Linked DNA regions of Xenopus tropicalis: region 1 is linked to region 2. A link is a contact called in public Hi-C data. All regions are on one chromosome and are shown on one strand. Each heading gives the region's core, a stretch centred on a gene start, on an enhancer-like site or on the middle of the called end of the contact. The rest is flanking DNA. Distances are from core to core; before and after follow the strand shown.

Region 1 (6,131 bases), core at 1,662-4,161, 180 kb after region 2:
ATTTGGCTCTAGCAACCAATCAGCAGTCCCAATTCCAGCAGAAACAAAATAAAAATAAGCTGTAATTCAAAAATGACAAAGAATGAGGACCAATTGCTGTCTTGGAATAGTGCTGCCTACATAGTATTAAAAGTTGACTTGAGTTACTATGAGTTGCTATGGGTTACAGGACTAGGGCAAACCCTTGTCCCTTTTATGAAAAGCCCTTTAAATAAAAAAGTAGTTATTTACACCCAGCATCATATTAAGAAAGCTGTCTGGGAGTAGTTGGGTGGTTATATTAGCATTGGGCGCCACTATCAGGTTGTGGAGTAACAATCAGGCAAATACCTCAAAGGAAGGTAGAAATCCTATTACTCCTGAGTCAACTCTGAACAGTCACTTTTACATAGTTATTAGAGTTTCAAAAAAGACACCTGTCTCGCCAGTTATTCATTCCCCATCACATAATTCCAATTAAGTTTGGACTCCTAGATTCCCCTCCTTAACCCATTCATTTAATATAATCCCATTAAAATTTTAAGTCACATACAAATTTTGTTTTAATAATTATGCATTAGATACGCTGACTTACCACTGAAACTGCCAGTCTAACCCCACATTTTGCGGATTCCATGAAATAACAATAATAGGCACAGAAATGCCATTACACAAGATACAGGTTTGTATTAATTCATATTTCTCTGGACTTCTGTATGCTTCTGGGACATTCAGGTGAATGGACTCTGGCCATAGGTATGTCTGGTTACCAGGTGGGTCAGGGCAGTGGGACATGTGTAGGAGCAAATGAGTGCTGAAATTTACATTGCCAGTTAGGCTCTGCTGTGCACTAAGAGCAGGATGGACCTGGACCGTTTTAATTCAGCTTCTCTGAAGGCTGAATCTTATTGGTCCAACCAGCACCCATTTTGACTCCCCACATGTAGGACACATGAAAAAGTGCCTGCAATTGACTGGTGTGAAGGTTTAGTGGACTGCCATAGAGCTCAATCCGAACATCAGGACTGGGCTGCTGCTGCTATGTTTAGGGCAGTGGAACTCTTTTGGGTCAGTAAGCACCTGTAGCCTGACCTGATCTAAAACCTTTGGTACTGTGCTGTGGTAGGGGGAGGATGGGTGTGCGGGGCAGGCAAATTACTTGTACAGTGCCCCAAAATTACTCACTGCAGCCATGTCCTTGTGTATTTGGTTTTGCCCATAGGAACAGGCCCTCAGGTGCCTATATAGAAAAATTGCCCTGGGATTTACCATACAAATCTGCAAGCACCATCAGTGCAGGCCACAGCCAGCACCTGCTCTATTGTTAGGCTGAAAGATCTCTCCAATCCCCCTTGGGCTTGTGTCCCTCTGCTCTAGTGCTGATTGTTTGGTCCCTAATAATATACAAAACAGCACCTGCTAGCCAGTGCGGCCATATTCATACAACACCACAATACACCACTACTGCTTTATATGTACAGACATCTTCCTTCCATCATAATCCCAACCACTGGATGTGACCACACCCACTTTCCAGACCACTACTGCTATAGGCTCTCTTTTATACATTATGCAAAATATTTGTGAACCTCACTTTCAATTATCCTTCATCATGCTGAGTATAATGTTAGAATATGAGAACTTATCCTTTGCCATAATGCAGTGCTCTATGGCTTAGTATACAAATTCAATAAATAATATGAAATTATGAAATCATGAAAATTCCCCAATAAATATTTAACAAGGATTACTACCAAGGCAAGTTAGATTTTGTTAGTACTGCATATTCATAACATTGGGATCAAATCTAATATTTACTGGTTGGCCATTAAAATAACAGCCATTGGCAACCCTGCTGCCATTTTGACCGATTTTGAGTTGGCAGCTTACCTGCCCTCCCCGACAGATATCTGGCTAAATATCAATCAGGTATCTATCAGGCAGGTGTGAGGACTGCATTGGGCACTGATAAAGTCCTCCCCCAATGGCCTGCATTGGCCAAACTATCAGACCAACCCAATGTGACCCAGCACATAGGTGCCCATATTAGCCAAAGATCTGTTTGTTTAGAGACCACGCCAAATAAAGGGTTCTAAAGGTGTATGGCCTGCTTTGGTTATAGGGGTTCTGCATGTGATTTAAGGGCAATGGACCACAGGAGATCCTATTGGGTTTAATGTATGTTTATATATGGTTTCCAGCAGACTTAAGGTATGGAGATCCAAATTACCGAAAGACCCCTTATCCTAGGTCCTGAGCATTCTGGATAACAGGTCCCACACCTGTGTCAATTATTAAATTTCACATTGATTTCTTTCTGTTAAAGGTGAAGGAACGTTACAATCGGTGGGGGGTGCCAAAATGTTAGCCACCCCTCAGTCATTGTAATCGCTTACCTGAAACCCCCAGCCGGTGCTCCTGTTAGGAGAAAACTGCACTGGCCGGGGTGTACGCAAGCGAGCGCCCCTTTTTCTTCCTTTGGTCGTCGCACATGTGCAGTGAAGTGAAAAGCTGAACTTTACAAAAATGCTGGCTTTTTTCCCGGCAACCCCCCAGTGATTTAGCCTTTCCTTCTCCTTTAATTACTTTTTTTTCCCTTTCTTTTTGTAACCATTAGTTGCGGCATTCAGGACACTTCTGTCACTGTACAGATGGCTCTCCCCTAAATAATTAAAAAGTTATTTACCACTGCTGGTGCTGTGGGCAGTAACTACTATACCCTGGGTTTTGTCCATAGGACTCTCTGTGACTCTTCTTTGTGGCTGAGTGTCAGTCCGTGGGCTGGGTTTTTATGGAATCATTTCAATAAGAAAGAGGCAGCTCATATTAGTCTGGCAGAGGAATAAAAAAGGGAAGCCAGGGTTAGTAAATATTGTCAGAAGGACAGCAGGCAAAGAGTCAGGGTATCATGTGATCTATTCTTTCTTAGCACCTTAACTAAGGGGGGTATTTTGCACATGAAAGACTAGGGATGTTTTCAGTTTTGGCCTCAGGGATCACCTTTGTACTGTTTATTGCATCCACATGACCCATTTTTATGGTTCTCTTCAAGGAAAACAAGGTTTTGCGTTAGTCCAAAATTCAATTAAAATCTTTATTTTGATACCACGTTATAAATAACAGAGGGAAAGGTCGTACACCTTATCCGGAGACCATTATCCAGAATGTTCCGAAATACGGAAAGTACATCTCCCATAGACTCCATTTTAATCAAATAATTCACATTTTTAAAAATGATTTCCTTTTTCTCTGTAATAATAACACAGTACCTGTACTTGATCCCAACTAAGATATAATTACCCCTTATTGGGGGCAGAACAGCCCTATTGGGTTTATTTAATGGTTAAATGATTCCCTTTTCTCTGTAATAATAAAACAGTACCTGTACTTGATCCCAACTAAGATATAATTACCCCTTATTGGGGGCAGAACAGTCCTATTGGGTTTATTTAATGGTTAAATGATTCCCTTTTCTCTGTAATAATAAAACAGTACCTGTACTTGATCCCAACTAAGATATAATTACCCCTTATTGGGGGCAGAACAGTCCTATTGGGTTTATTTAATGGTTAAATGATTCCCTTTTCTCTGTAATAATAAAACAGTACCTGTACTTGATCTCAACTAAGATATAATTACCCCTTATTAGGGGCAGAACAGTCCTATTGGGTTTATTTAATGGTTAAATGATTCCCTTTTCTCTGTAATAATAAAACAGTACCTGTACTTGATCCCAACTAAGATATAATTACCCCTTATTGGGGGGCAGAACAGTCCTTATGGGGTTTATTTAATGGTTAAATGATTCCCTTTTCTCTGTAATAATAAAACAGTACCTGTACTTGATCCCAACTAAGATATAATTACCCCTTATTGGGGGCAGAACAGCCCTATTGGGTTTATTTAATGGTTAAATGATTCCCTTTTGTCTGTAATAATAAAACAGTACCTGTACTTGATCCCAACTAAGATATAATTACCCCTTATTGGGGGGCAGAACAATCCTATTGGGTTTATTTAATGGTTAAATGATTCCCTTTTGTCTGAAATAATAAAACAGTACCTGTACTTGATCCCAACTAAGATATCATTACCCCTTATTGGGGGCAGAACAGCCCTATTGGGTTTATTTAATGGTTAAATGATTCCCTTTTGTCTGTAATAATAAAACAGTACCTGTACTTGATCCCAACTAAGATATAATTACCCCTTATTGGGGGGCAGAACAATCCTATTGGGTTTATTTAATGGTTAAATGATTCCCTTTTCTCTGTAATAATAAAACAGTACCTGTACTTGATCCCAACTAAGATATAATGAATTCTTATTGGAGCCAAAACAATCATATTGGGTTTAATTACTGTTTAAATAATTTTTTCAATAAACTTAAGGTAGGAGATCTGAATTACAGAAAGACCCCTTATCCGGAAAACCCCAGGTCCCAAGCATTCTGGATAATGAGTCCCATACCTGTATAAACAATAATATACAAACACAGTGTTGTCATAAGGTGTCTCCCTATTGTTTGTGATCAGCTGCTCCGTGGCCATCCAATATCTTTACTGTAATATCAGAGAGAGATGGGAATACAAAGATGAGATTATCCGACTGCAAGTTCTTTTATGCAAAATGTTTTAAGCTAAATCCTAAAGACTCTCATGGTATAGCCAGGGATGCACATGATTTTGTGCCTTAGTGCTGCTAGGAAGTCAATCAGCGTGACACTACCCTAAAATGTCACCAGAGAGTGATTGCTACTCAGAATTATGGATCACACAGTGATCACAAAGCAGTTTTAGTGATCAGACAGTGATCACACAGCAATTAACTGTCTGCTAAGGGGATGGAATGGACAGAAGCCTAGTTGTCACCTACATGTGACAGCTGTGATTACTTATAGCGGCAGTCAGCACTTTCACAGTCTTAGGGGCAGATTTCTTAAAATGCGAGTTTAGCGCTTAAAACATAAATACTCACCACTTCTTTACTCCTTCTATTCCCACCCAGCCCATACTTTATCTCTACCCCATCTAATATACTAACTCTCACTATGCAATCTACCGAACCCAATAAAAATGAGAAATAACTTAAACAGCAAAAGCGGATACGCACAATGTTACTGATTCAATATGTATTAAGGTTACGATATACCATATTTTTCGCCATATAAGACGCACTTTTTCTTCCCCAAAACTGGGGGGGAAAAGTTGGTGCGTCTTATACGGCGAACTGTCTTCCTCTCTGTACCGCGGCTCTCTGCCGCATCCTCGCTTTTATAAGGTTGCGCCCGTGCGTACTGACGTCACGCGCACAGGGCGCAACCTTATAAAAGCACAGAAGCAGCTGGGAGCCGCGGCACAGAGAGGAAGACATCACGGGGAAATGGAAGGTGCTTGGGGGCCCTGGGGGAAGCTGAAGAATGCTGGGGGTGCCGTGGGGGAGCTGGAGGATGCGAGGCCCTGGGGGACGCTGGAGGATACTTGGGGGGGGGGGCCTGGGGGAAGCTGAAGGATGCTTGGGGGGGGGGCCCTGGGGGAAGCCTCATTATGTGCGAGCCCAGAGACAATTAACTTTATACAGTTGATATAAAATATTTTACTACAGTATTTGGTTCAGAATCTTTTTTTTCTAGATTTTCCTCCTTTAAAATTGGGTGCGTCTTATATTCCGGAGCGTCTTATAGGGCGAAAAATACGGTATATAAGATGAAAAACTGTATATGTGAATGCCTCCGTGTATAGCGACCTGTTAATTGTCTTCTTTTTCTCTATAAAATCAATAAAAATCTTAAATTAAAAAAAAAAAACATAAATACTCACCCATGTTCTATTCATTCCTATAGGATTTTTAGAAGTGTATTTACCAAATAGTGGTGTACTTTCACCTCTGTGTACTTGAAATGCCAGGGCTAGTGATGGGTACATTTTTTCGCCAGGAACTGCAAAATTTTGCCATTTGCCAAATTTTTAGCGAAACTGGCGCAAAATGTCACTGCGAAAAATTTGCCGGCATGTCAAAAGATGGCACAGTCATGTAAAAAAAGGTGCGGTTGCATCAAAAATGTTGGGCGCATAAAGCAGTAGCCATAATTCACAAAGTTTTCGGCAGTTTCCTATTTTTTTAATAGTGTCGCTAACGGGACAGATTCACTC
Region 2 (5,822 bases), core at 2,373-4,872:
TTATACCCATTACTGCTTGTAGCCTTAAGATATAGTACCCCCAGTAAAATGTATGGCACTAATGTTTATCCTGAGTACTGGGAGAGGTGAATGGAGCTAAGAATATTTTGCTGTGTTGCCCTTTATCCCATACTAACCGTGGCCATATGATCTATCAGCCCCAATGTAGTTGTGGCCATATGATCTATCAGCCCCAATGTAGTTGTGGCCATATAATATATCAGCCCCCAATGTAGTTGTGGCCATATAATATATCAGCCCCCAATGTAGTTGTGGCCATATAATATATCAGCCCCCAATGTAGTTGTGGCCATATAATATATCAGCCCCCAATGTAGTTGTGGCCATATAATATATCAGCCCCCAATGTAGTTGTGGCCATATGATCTATCAGCCACCTTGTAGCTGTGGCAAAAGATCCATCGACCCCCATTGAATTTATAGCCACAAGTGCTATCACCCCCTTGTAGTTGTTGCCATAAGATCTATCAGTCCCCTTGCGATTGTGCCAATTAGATTTAATAGCCCCCTTGTGGTTGTGCAGATAGGCTCTAACAGCCCCCTTGTATTGTGTCAATGAGATCCAACAGCCACCTTGTACTTGTGCCAATGAGATCTAACAGCCCCCTTGTACTTGTGCCAATGAGATCCAACAGCCCCCTTGTACTTGTGCCAATGAGATCCAACAGCCCCCTTGTACTTGTGCCAATGAGATCTAACAGCCCCCTTGTACTTGTGCCAATGAGATCTAACAGCCCCCTTGTACTTGTGCCAATGAGATCTAACAGCCCCCTTGTACTTGTGCCAATGAGATCTAACAGCCCCCTTGTACTTGTGCCAATGAGATCTAACAGCCCCCTTGTACTTGTGCCAATGAGATCTAACAGCCCCCTTGTACTTGTGCCAATGAGATCTAACAGCCCCCTTGTACTTGTGCCAATGAGATCTAACAGCCCCCTTGTACTTGTGCCAATGAGATCTAACAGCCCCCTTGTACTTGTGCCAATGAGATCTAACAGCCCCCTTGTACTTGTGCCAATGAGATCTAACAGCCCCCTTGTACTTGTGCCAATGAGATCTAACAGCCCCCTTGTACTTGTGCCAATGAGATCCAACAGCCCCCTTGTACTTGTGCCAATGAGATCTAACAGCCCCCTTGTACTTGTGCCAATGAGATCTAACAGCCCCCTTGTACTTGTGCCAATGAGATCTAACAGCCCCCTTGTACTTGTGCCAATGAGATCTAACAGTCCCCTTGAATCAGATATAACAGGCTCTGTGTTTATACTGGAGATGGAAATCTTGTTTTTGGTGCTGAGAATTCTAGAATAGATTCCACAAGGGATTCCGGTGCCCATCCGAGGGGCTGGGGGTGCCCCTATACTCTCTCTGTGTCTCAGTGCCAGTGTGCAGTAACTTTCCCCTGGGAGAAGCAGTGATTGGAAGGGGGGGGGCATGGGGGTCTCTGGTCATTCCCTATCCCACTGGCAGGCTGGCGCCATCACCCACAAGTTAAAAGGCAAACTCCCCCCATTCTCACTTGCAACTACCGTGAGTTCCCTGACACAACAAAAGGAGACAAAAGTGAGTTTTTATTTTGTGCGGAGCCTGAGGCAGGAACAGAGAGAAAAGGCAGCCCCCCCCCCCCTCTATAGAGCCGGCCGGGCCCCCCTTCTGCTCCCTTGTGTGAGCCTTTCCCTATTGAGATGGAGCGCTCAACCGTGTGATCCCCAACTTATTGTCAGCGCCTATTTATTAATTGTCCTCATCTGGGGGTAATTGAGCAACCGGGGACTTGTAGCCCAGGGGCTACCCCACCCTTCCACTGGCACCAAGGCCAGCAGCTGCAGCTCCACAGGGTCAGCGACTCTCAGCCATATATAATCATTCTCATATCATGTGTGATTGTCTCTTTGTATATGTGTGTCCTTTAGCATCACACTGAGTGTATGTAAGTGTGTGTCTGCCTTTGTGTGAGTTTAGGTATGTGTGTGAGTATTACCGTGTATGTGTGTATATATGTGTGTGTGTGTGTCTTTATATGTGTCTATGTGTGTGTCTTTATATTTGTCTATATGTGTGTCTTTGTGCGTGTGTGTGTATATGTGTGTGTGTGTGTATGTCTTTATATTTGTCTATATGTGTGTCTTTGTGCGTGTGTGTATATATGTGTGTATGTATGTGTGTATATATGTGTGTGTGTGTGTGTCTTTATATGTGTCTATGTGTGTGTCTTTATATTTGTCTATATGTGTGTCTTTGTGCGTGTGTGTATATATGTGTGTATGTATGTGTGTATGTGTGTGTGTGTGTGTGTATGTCTTTATATTTGTCTATATGTGTGTCTGTGTGTGTGTGTGTACGTATGTGTGTATGTATGTGTGTATATGTGTGTGTATATATGTGTGTGTGTATGTCTTTATATGTGTCTATGTGTGTGTCTTTATATTTGTCTATATGTGTGTCTTTGTGTGTGTGTGTATATATGTGTGTGTGTGTATGTCTTTATATGTGTCTATGTGTGTGTCTTTATATTTGTCTATATGTGTGTCTTTGTGCGTGTGTATATATGTGTGTGTGTGTGTGTATGTCTTTATATGTGTCTATGTGTGTGTGTATGTCTTTATATTTGTCTATATGTGTGTCTTTGTGCGTGTGTATATATGTGTGTGTGTGTGTGTATGTCTTTATATGTGTCTATGTGTGTGTGTATGTCTTTATATTTGTCTATATGTGTGTCTGTGTGTGTGTGTGTATGTATGTGTGTATATGTGTGTGTATATATGTGTGTGTGTGTATGTCTTTATATGTGTCTATGTGTTTGTCTTTATATTTGTCTATATGTGTGTCTTTGTGCGTGTGTGTATATATGTGTGTGTGTGTGTGTCTTTATATGTGTCTATATGTGTGTCTGTGTGTGTGTGTGTGTGTGTATGTATGTGTGTATATGTGTGTGTGTGTGTGTGTGTGTGTATGTCTTTATATGTGTGTGTGTGTGTATGTGTGTGTGTGTATGTGTGTGTGTGTGTGTGTGTGTCTTTATATTTGTCTATATGTGTGTCTGTGTGTGTGTGTGTATGTGTGTCTTTATAGGTGTCTATATGTCTATATATATATTTGTGTTTATGTCTTTATATGTGTATTTATATGTGTGTGTATGTCTTTATATGTGTCTATATGTGTATGTGTGTATATGTATGTGTATGTCTTTATATGTGTGTATATGTGTGTATATGTGTGTGTGTGTGTATGTGTGTGTGTGTATGTCTTTTAGTGAGTTTTATACGGGGCAGTGTGTTTGTGAGTATTTATATTTGTGTGAGTTTGTCAGGGGGTTAGTATAATCCTGAATGTGTGAGAGTTTGTATTTATGTGGATATGACAAATTATTTTATTGGCGCTTTAATATAATACATTTATACTTGAAATATTAATTTTGGGGGAAACAGAGAAGTTTTGATGTTTAGCCCCCAGCCGGTGTAGGGACAGGAGAAAGGTGTGTGACAAGCACAAACAATACATAAAAGCAGTTTCTGGCCTGGGGACCCTCCTTTGACTTCTGTCTTTTGATCCTCCCCTGGGTCTCTCCCAAGTCAGTATTTGGTAGGAGATGCAATCTGCAGCCCGGGAGAAGCCCCAGACAGCGGGCAGAGGAGACACCCATACAGGGCTGTGGCCCCTAGAGCCTGGCTATCAGTGTGTTTGTTTTGGGAGCCACTTACACCAACACAAACAGACACACAAACAGGCTGCTGATGGGGAGGCGAGTGTCGGCAGCGCAGTCATTAGCCGGGAGAAAAGATCTGCTGTTAAACCAGTGGCCACCGCGGTTTGTGTTCCCAGGGAGAAGTGGCCCCTGGGTGCCGAGTTATTGATATTACTGGGATGATGGGAGCAGTTCCGCTTTGCCCCCAGCTACAGCCACACTGGAGCCTGTCGCTCTGTCTGCAGCAGCCTGACTCATTACAGCAATTACTTTGTCTCTGCTCCAAACTCCCAGCAACGTCACCGGCCAGATTGGGGCCCCTCGCATCTTTCCCATGGAGCCCCTGCAACGGGCACATTCTGGCGCAACTTCAGCACATACAGAGTCACGAAATGCTATGTATTCACTGGAAACAATTCCATCCTTTATAGTTACACTGTACCCTTCTATGGGTCGGTTACACTGAGTCGGGGTCTGGGAATAGTGCGTGTTACAGAGAAAGGCTGTTGTACAAAAAAATGAAAAAATAGACACTTCTTTTGCGTATAAAGTATTTACTGTTCCGGAGGCTTGTGTTGCGCATAATAAATAAAAAATCCTAAGCGACTTTCCAATATACATTTATAAGTGTAACTGCTATTAAATGCAACATATGGTTGACTGTTTCTACCCACTGCATTGCTGGCTCTGACTCCTGAACAATGTAGCAGAAGTCAGCTGATTAACGTTGACCAGGAGAGGCGATCTGCTACTTTGTTGCAAGAGTCTGACGCTGACAACAAATACATCTTTTAATAGCAATTACATCAAGAGATCTCTTTAAATCCGCTGCCAATGTTGTATTAACTGTATATATGTATGAATTATTCCTAAAACTGTTTTTGAAACTGTTGCGTCGGTGCTGTGTGTGTTGCTATGTACATGGCGTGTAACTGTGTTCTGTATTTTCCTTCTATTTCCCAGGGTCCTGAAACTATTTACCCCCCCCCCCCCCCCCTTCCCTTGCCTGATTCAGCAGAGTGGAATAGACAGCAGCATTAACTCCTATTATGCTGGCGTCTCTGGTATCTTACAAGAACTTGGCTCCCTAAAGTCCAGGCTTAGAAGCCTCCTGTTATTTTCTCTGGGGGGGATTCTGACAGCTTTAACTGCATCATCAGAGGTGATTAAAACCACAAGGCTGCAAACTCCACTTTTGGAGAATTTGGGGCCCAGTTTTAGCTCTGCAGGCGCCAACCTAAATCAGACTGGGGTTGTCATGGTCAGATCTCTCTCCCTGGCCTCAAAACATTTCTTTTTTTTCATTATGCCTTAAGCAAAGTCGTTTTTTTAATACAATTTCCTATGATCTGAAACGACTCGAACAATACATAAGTGTTTCTAGGCAAAATTATTTTCCTCTTCTTTTCTGATCAACTGCTACTAAATCGTGTTGCTTATTATTTGTTAGAAATTATTATTACCCAAAAAAAATAAAAAAAAAAAGTCTCTGTCCTTGTCTTTTATATATTCGTATTTTGTCTTTCTATTTCGTCCTGTAAAACGCAATCGCTATATTTAATACTAATATCTAAACAATATGTTTGTATACACATAATATTTCAATCGAATTCGTTAAGTAGATATATAAAGTTCATATATAGTGTAGTTGTGTATAACTACTCCAGCTCTATGTAATCCCTTCCAGATATAAAATAGCTGAAAAAGATATCGTCACAGATATCGTTAATTGATATACCATTACTTATAGGAACTGCTTCGATATACAGTGAATAAATATATATTGTGTCCAATTTCCTTATTCTGTTTATCTGCGTATAAACCAAAGAGCTGTTTGTGTGCCCAGTCTATGAGTTTTGGTTCGCTAACTGTTAAAAAAGAAATTCAAACAAATCGCATATAATATCTATATGTGTGCTGGTGCGAGGTGATAAAAAACACAAACGTTTGAATCCGAACGAAATGCATTAAAATTAATTTATTTAACAAATATAACTATAATATAAATGATAATAAATTTCAAATATACAATATATTACATATTACATACAATCCCTTCCAAAGGGATTATTGCAATAACGAAACGCAAACAGACAGTGCTGTTAAGTGAAAGTTT

Evidence for each region. Hi-C and Micro-C count contacts between places; a contact is called where the count stands out from the background.
Region 1: a contact with region 2 is called in a Hi-C map of gastrula embryo, with 1.8 times the contacts expected there. The contact joins two enhancer-like sites. A contact is called at or near these places in 2 of 5 Hi-C or Micro-C datasets (gastrula embryo and neurula embryo).

The regions. Positions count from the first base shown.
Region 1 is chr1:26,143,955-26,150,085 of UCB_Xtro_10.0, forward strand. No RefSeq gene overlaps it. Among named protein-coding and RNA genes, the nearest start is that of stx18, 21 kb to the right of the region's middle. Within about 2 kb of position 2,912, at least 1 of the 11 cell types and tissues checked has an H3K27ac peak or open chromatin away from gene starts, as enhancers often do. A contact at or near this core is called in gastrula embryo, where this site is marked.
Region 2 is chr1:25,963,564-25,969,385 of UCB_Xtro_10.0, forward strand. msx1 (msh homeobox 1) reads right to left here. Exons shown (of 2, transcript NM_001037252.1): 2 at 5,670-5,822. Among named protein-coding and RNA genes, the nearest start is that of msx1, 5.9 kb to the right of the region's middle. Within about 2 kb of position 3,623, at least 3 of the 11 cell types and tissues checked have an H3K27ac peak or open chromatin away from gene starts, as enhancers often do. A contact at or near this core is called in gastrula embryo, where this site is marked.